Regions from separate parts of the Xenopus laevis genome. Here region 1 is linked to region 2. The links are chromatin contacts, called in public Hi-C maps. All regions are on one chromosome and are shown on one strand. Each heading gives the region's core, a stretch centred on a gene start, on an enhancer-like site or on the middle of the called end of the contact. The rest is flanking DNA. Distances are from core to core; before and after follow the strand shown. Region 1 has its middle 32 kb from the start of LOC121403048. Region 2 has its middle 62 kb from the start of ptch2.L.

Region 1 (2,815 bases), core at 196-2,695, 49 kb after region 2:
CCCTCTTTTGACAGCTCAATCCACAGTCCCTCATTTGTACTGGAAAGTCCCTATTTTCTCTGCACTGAACAGCCAGAAAAAAAAACAAAGTTTCTAACTTAATTGGCTTTTGACAGAGAGCCCAGAACAGCCACAGCTGCAGATAAGATACTTTTGTAACAATTTTGAGATAAGCAAATAAGTAATTGTAACAATATATGATAACAAGTCAGACTCACAACTTAAAGGGCAACTCACCTTTATTAGCAAAACTGCAGTAACTGGAAAAAAACGGAAATATGTTTAAACATTCATAACCTGCCAAATTTTGTAAAATGAACATGGTAATTAGAGGGTGTGGCCAAAAAATGGGTGTGGTCAATAAAATTTGCTGCACTGCAACAATGTTGGGAGGTATGCCTTAAATTAGGCTTATTGTGAGTAAGCATTGGAATTAGAGATTGTACGTGCTGTGGTATTGGCTACTGACAAGGAATGTTTGATTATGGTATTGACATGCTGGAGTTGTGTATTTCATTGATGAGGATTACAAGGTATAGGAACTGAATTGGATTTCCTTGCTGCTGTCTGAACCCATTGTAGAGGGGAGGTGCCTTTATCTAGTAAGTGTAGTTTGTGAATGTTTGCGTGTGCTGTGGCCTGTAATGTACATTTTCAGGTTCATTGTGTTTTATTTTTATTTTAGGATTTATCAGTTTGTTTGTTTTAGTTTTTAGGATTTATCAGTTTGTTAACTGAACACACCTAAATATCCATGCTGTCTAGTCAAAACATTTTGTGACCTTCAGGGACTTAAATGGTTAATAGCATATGCTTTCTTTCGCTGTTACTAGGAGAAGGCTGCAATAAATACAGAAACGATTGCAACAGAACAAATAGCAGACATATATAACCTCTTTTCAAAGTGGCTGCCAGTGATTCAATTCTTTTTTTCTGCCTGACTGCACCCTTCAGACTGCCTGTTTATCCCACATAGTACACATACGTAGGTAAGGCCTGCCACATTACAAGGAAAAGTATATACTCACATCTCTACAGTACTATACTTTCAATGTCACATTACAAGGTGATATCCAACGAACAGTGAGCCTAAGACCTAAGTCCTGGTTTTGTTTGACATGCACACACTGTTCTGCACTGATAAACATTCTTGCCCGCTTGTATCCAGGAACTTCATGATTCCCATAGCCTTTATGAGATTTTTATTGTGGAGAGAAAATTAAGGAATCAGTGATAATGCATCCCATCTTCATCTCCTTTATTGTCATATCTTCAGTAAAAGTTAAAAGTGGGTTCATAAATGAAAATCTTCCCAGCCTTGCTGTGCATAAGCAGAGGGACCCCGGTGGACCCCGGCCCTCATAGGCCCAGTCCCAGTCCTTGCTCGGAAGCTTGCCCCCGGCACGGTGAAAAAGGTAAGTGTGGGGGGCTGGGGGGATGTTGTGGCTCAGGGAGGGAGGCCAGAGGGCGCTTTGCATCTTGGGTGAGGGCTTGGGGGCCCCAAGTCCAAAGCTGTCCAGGTGCAGACACTTAACTTTTACCATTTGCATCTAACAGTATCTATGGAATATTGACAACTATTGTAGCAATTATAACAGCTGGTTATTCATCTATGAGTTAACTTTTTGTCTGAGACAATTTGTAATTGATATACATTTTTTTTTATAGTTTTTGAGTTATTTAGCTATTTATTCAGCAGCTCTCCAGTCTGGCCTTTCAGCAATCTGGTTGCTAGTGCCCATAGCAACCGTGTATTGATTTGAATATGAGACTGGACTATAAATAGTAGAGGTCCTGTATAGAAAGATGATTGTTATCTACAAAGACCCCTAGATCCTTCTCATTTAAGGAAACTCCCAACACACTGCCATTTAGGGGTCCGTTTACTAAAGTGCGTTAAAAATATTCGCACAATATATAGACAGAATTTTCGCCAAATATGTTATCGCCAGTTTACTAACCTGCGGTAAATATAAATTTGCGAATTTTCTTGCGCAAGAATAATTGTTCGCCAGTTATCGCATTTGCTGAAAATAACGCTACGTACACATTAACGCATGGTTTACTAAACAGCGAAATGTGCTAAAGACAAAATTAACGCCAGAATATTCGCAAACTTTTACCGCCACATATGAAGTGGCGTAAAAGTATTTTTTCCGCCAGAAAATTCTCAAGGGGCAGGAAATATCCCATAATAATGTTTTTTTTTTACCCATCATTCTTTGCTGACAGGAGGGAGATCTGTAGCTATTGCTGACAGGATGTTTTGGCTTCTGCTTCTATCTGGTACAACAGCAGCAGTTTCAGCTCAGAGGCGTATTATTGGCAGTGGCATCACAGTCCAAGGATTCGTCAGCCTCTACACTTTGGTTTCATTGGGATTGGCTACATTAAACTGTGCATTTCTATGAAGCAAAGAGATTGACTGGTATCATTTCCTATGATTCTATTGGCAGAAGAGTTTATATGATGCATAAATGTTTGATTGGTGTTACTCTGGTGATGTTGTTGGATGGTATAATCATCAGTCAATAAAGTTTATAAGTTTTGAAGATGCATTTCTGGCCATAAATGTCACAGTAAAAATTGCCATAATAACCGCCATAAAACAAGACTATTTTATAGCATAAATATTCGCAAAAACGTAATTTTTCGCCAGAAAATTCGCAACTCGCTAAAATTACCGCTAACGTAAGCTGGTTCCTTAACGTAGTTACCGCAAGTGATCACAATGACTTCTGAGCGCATCGCTGTTTAGTAAACTTAGTCGCTGCGAATATTCTGGCGTAAAAATATTCTCAGCGATAACATGCGG
Region 2 (2,896 bases), core at 313-2,812:
ATAGTTTCTGGGGAAATGGTTGGCAGGGTAGCATGAGACCGTCACAGGGAGCTCAAGGTCTTGGGTGTGCTGCTGTTTGTTCCTACTGATTAACTTTTCCATTATCTCCTGGGAGTCTCAAAGATATCTGTGTGCATGGTAGAAATATATTTAGTTTCTATTTGAACACCTGATAACATATTTGTGTTTTATCTTTTTAAAATGGCTATTAATCCCTTAGAAATTTATGTCATACAACGGTTCAGATAAGATCACAATCACGGTTTATCTAGAGACAAAAGAGTCTGTGAAAAACAAGGAGATCATATATTTAACTTGATCCTCACTTGTGCTACTAATATTCTCCAGATTATCTCTTATCCAAGGTCTTCATATGTATATATTTATGTATATTTATTAGGGAAAAAGCTCAAACTCCATTGATACATTATCCATCTGCCAGGAATGGGCTTATATCATTTCTCTTTATAGATAAAGAGAAGTAGAGATAACTTTGAGTATTCATCATTCTATATTTAGGCTTGTAGAAAAGAGGAAGTATTCTCTTCCTGTGTTTTTCAACCGACAGAGAACGTCTGTGCAATCTGTCAGTCTGTACTTCAATGTATTTTGCCACAAAAACAATGAAATGCACTTTTCTGACTGAAATCTGCCCATAACTGCCAGCATCATACACATTCTGCACAAGTGAATGACTGCTACACCGCCATAGACAGACATCCCCTCTGCCACCCACACCCCAGGCGCAAGTTCGCAACCCCATACCAACATTTTTTCCTACAAGATACGAGGCAATCGGGGCCAGGAGGGGAAGTCAGGGAATGGTTTTTCTTGGTGTCCCAGTCCAACCCTGGCCATAAGGCCATATTAAACTGATATAATGGTTTTAGTTGGTTAGAAAAAGTAGTAACAGAACTAGCACAGGACCCATTAGAGTCTTAAATGGTTTGGAATTTAAGGATATGTATATATAATAGGATATTTTCTAGAAGGTTTGGGGGAGGCTGTGTCGATTTTGCTATGGGCCTTAGCAGCCACAGGTGGATGTGGGTTGTAGATGTGGGTTTTCTCATTGAACGGGTTAATGACAGAACATAGTCAGGAAGCAGCACCCTTTTGTGGAACAGAAGACTGGTGGACTAGGTGTCTGCACCAACAGGCAGTCACTGTGAGATACATTCCAATGTGTTCTATCATAGGGCAAAACCTGTTTATTGAACTAGGAGACCTATGAAGAAGTCAGGGGTCTATTCTTATAGACCACAGGGTTGAATGGGGACTAATTAACGCATATGTTGCCTTAAGAAAACACACATGAGTATAAGCTGTAAGAAATAAATAAAGATGAATTGTTGGGGTTTTTGAAAAATGTCAGGGGGGGCACCACAGCCTGTGATACCAAATCCAAGGATACAAGAAATGTAGTGGTCACCAAAGGAGAGCGCAGCAGGGGATCACAGAGTTTGAAGCAGTTAGCAATGCCTCAGTGGGAGATATACAGGCTGGAGAGCAGACAGATCTTGCATTCCAGAAGCCATATGAGAATGAAGCAGGGGGCAGTGTGAGGCAGAGAATACAACCGTGGGATAGTTGGTCTGCTTATTAATGAACAAGCCCAAAAGCACATGGGAACTTCCTGGATTAGGAAAAGAGACGGTGACAAGGGTTGCATTTTATAGAATGGTGGTTATTACATGGTGGTGCAAAGTAAAGCAGAAATGCACAAGGAAAAAAACAAATTAAAAGGTTAAACTGAGAGGTAACAAAAAATAAGTGGGGGAGGGGTTGCAGTTTTAAGCCATCTGTACACTTTACAACCTTGACTCACAGCATTTAAAGCAACAAATTAAAAAACTATTGCTGATTTATATGGTTGCAAATTTATGATAAGTCCTACAAAACTGGACTGACTATTTCTAATTTGCAGAAGAAAAACAAGCAAATGTTCAGTCCCTCAAGGCTAGATATACTGTAATAAATTATAAGCCCACCTAAACCTGATAGCTTGAAGAAGCCCCAACCGGCAGGACAAGTTCAGTTATCTGCAGTCAATTGTTTTTGTTTTTTTTACATGCCACGGCAGCAGCAACTGTTCTATACTGCAATAGGAATAGGACGAAAAAGGAAGCAGATACTATTTGCAACAACAATATAACCCAAAAGAGAATGTGTATAAAAAGTGCAAACAACTTAAAAATAGAGCAATTTTCTTTTCTGTTTCTGCTATAGGCAATGTTTCTCTCTCTTACATTGAAAGGCATTGTGGCTTATTGGAGAGAACAGCTGCTGGGGTTCTAAGTTCAATACTGACCAGTGCACATTCTTTAAGGAGTATGTATGTTGTCCCTGTGTATGTGAGGGTTTCCTTCAACACGACAGGAAAATATATACAGGTGCACTGGCCCAGGTAGGGACCTTAAACTGTAAGCTCTAATTGATAGAGACTGATGTCTAACGATCTCTGTGACATGCATTGGCAATTTCTACATAAAAGATGATATAATGGTAAAGACTAATGGTAAGCAATCAATGGTAAAATGTGTTATTGTGAGCTGTGTTTAATAAAATTCGAATTTATTTTGTAAAAATTTAGCATTTTTCGACTTTGTTTCCTAAAGACGGTGTCTAATTTTCTAAATTCAATTTTGAACCCTTTAAAGTCATTAGAAAATAAAATTGCTAGTATTGTTTCACTTTAAAGAATAAACCATTGATTGAAGAGAGTTGAAAGGAGAGCGATTATTTCAAACTCGCCAAAATACGAAAGCTAATGAAAAATATATAAAGTAGGGATGGGAATTCACAAACAGAATACAATTTTTAGTGTTGTTTTCATTCTTTCCTTTTGCTTCTTATAGTGTTACAGAAACACTTCTTTGTGATGAAACACAGACAA

The links. A called contact is a pair of places that touch in the nucleus more often than the background predicts.
Region 1: a contact with region 2 is called in a Hi-C map of the XL177 cell line, with 3 times the contacts expected there. The contact joins two enhancer-like sites. A contact is called at or near these places in 2 of 4 Hi-C or Micro-C datasets (the XL177 cell line and the XTC cell line).

Annotation. Positions count from the first base shown.
Region 1 is chr4L:85,821,981-85,824,795 of Xenopus_laevis_v10.1, forward strand. No RefSeq gene overlaps it. Among protein-coding and RNA genes, the nearest start is that of LOC121403048, 32 kb to the right of the region's middle. Within about 2 kb of position 1,446, at least 1 of the 7 cell types and tissues checked has an H3K27ac peak or open chromatin away from gene starts, as enhancers often do.
Region 2 is chr4L:85,772,544-85,775,439 of Xenopus_laevis_v10.1, forward strand. No RefSeq gene overlaps it. Among protein-coding and RNA genes, the nearest start is that of ptch2.L, 62 kb to the left of the region's middle. Within about 2 kb of position 1,563, at least 1 of the 7 cell types and tissues checked has an H3K27ac peak or open chromatin away from gene starts, as enhancers often do.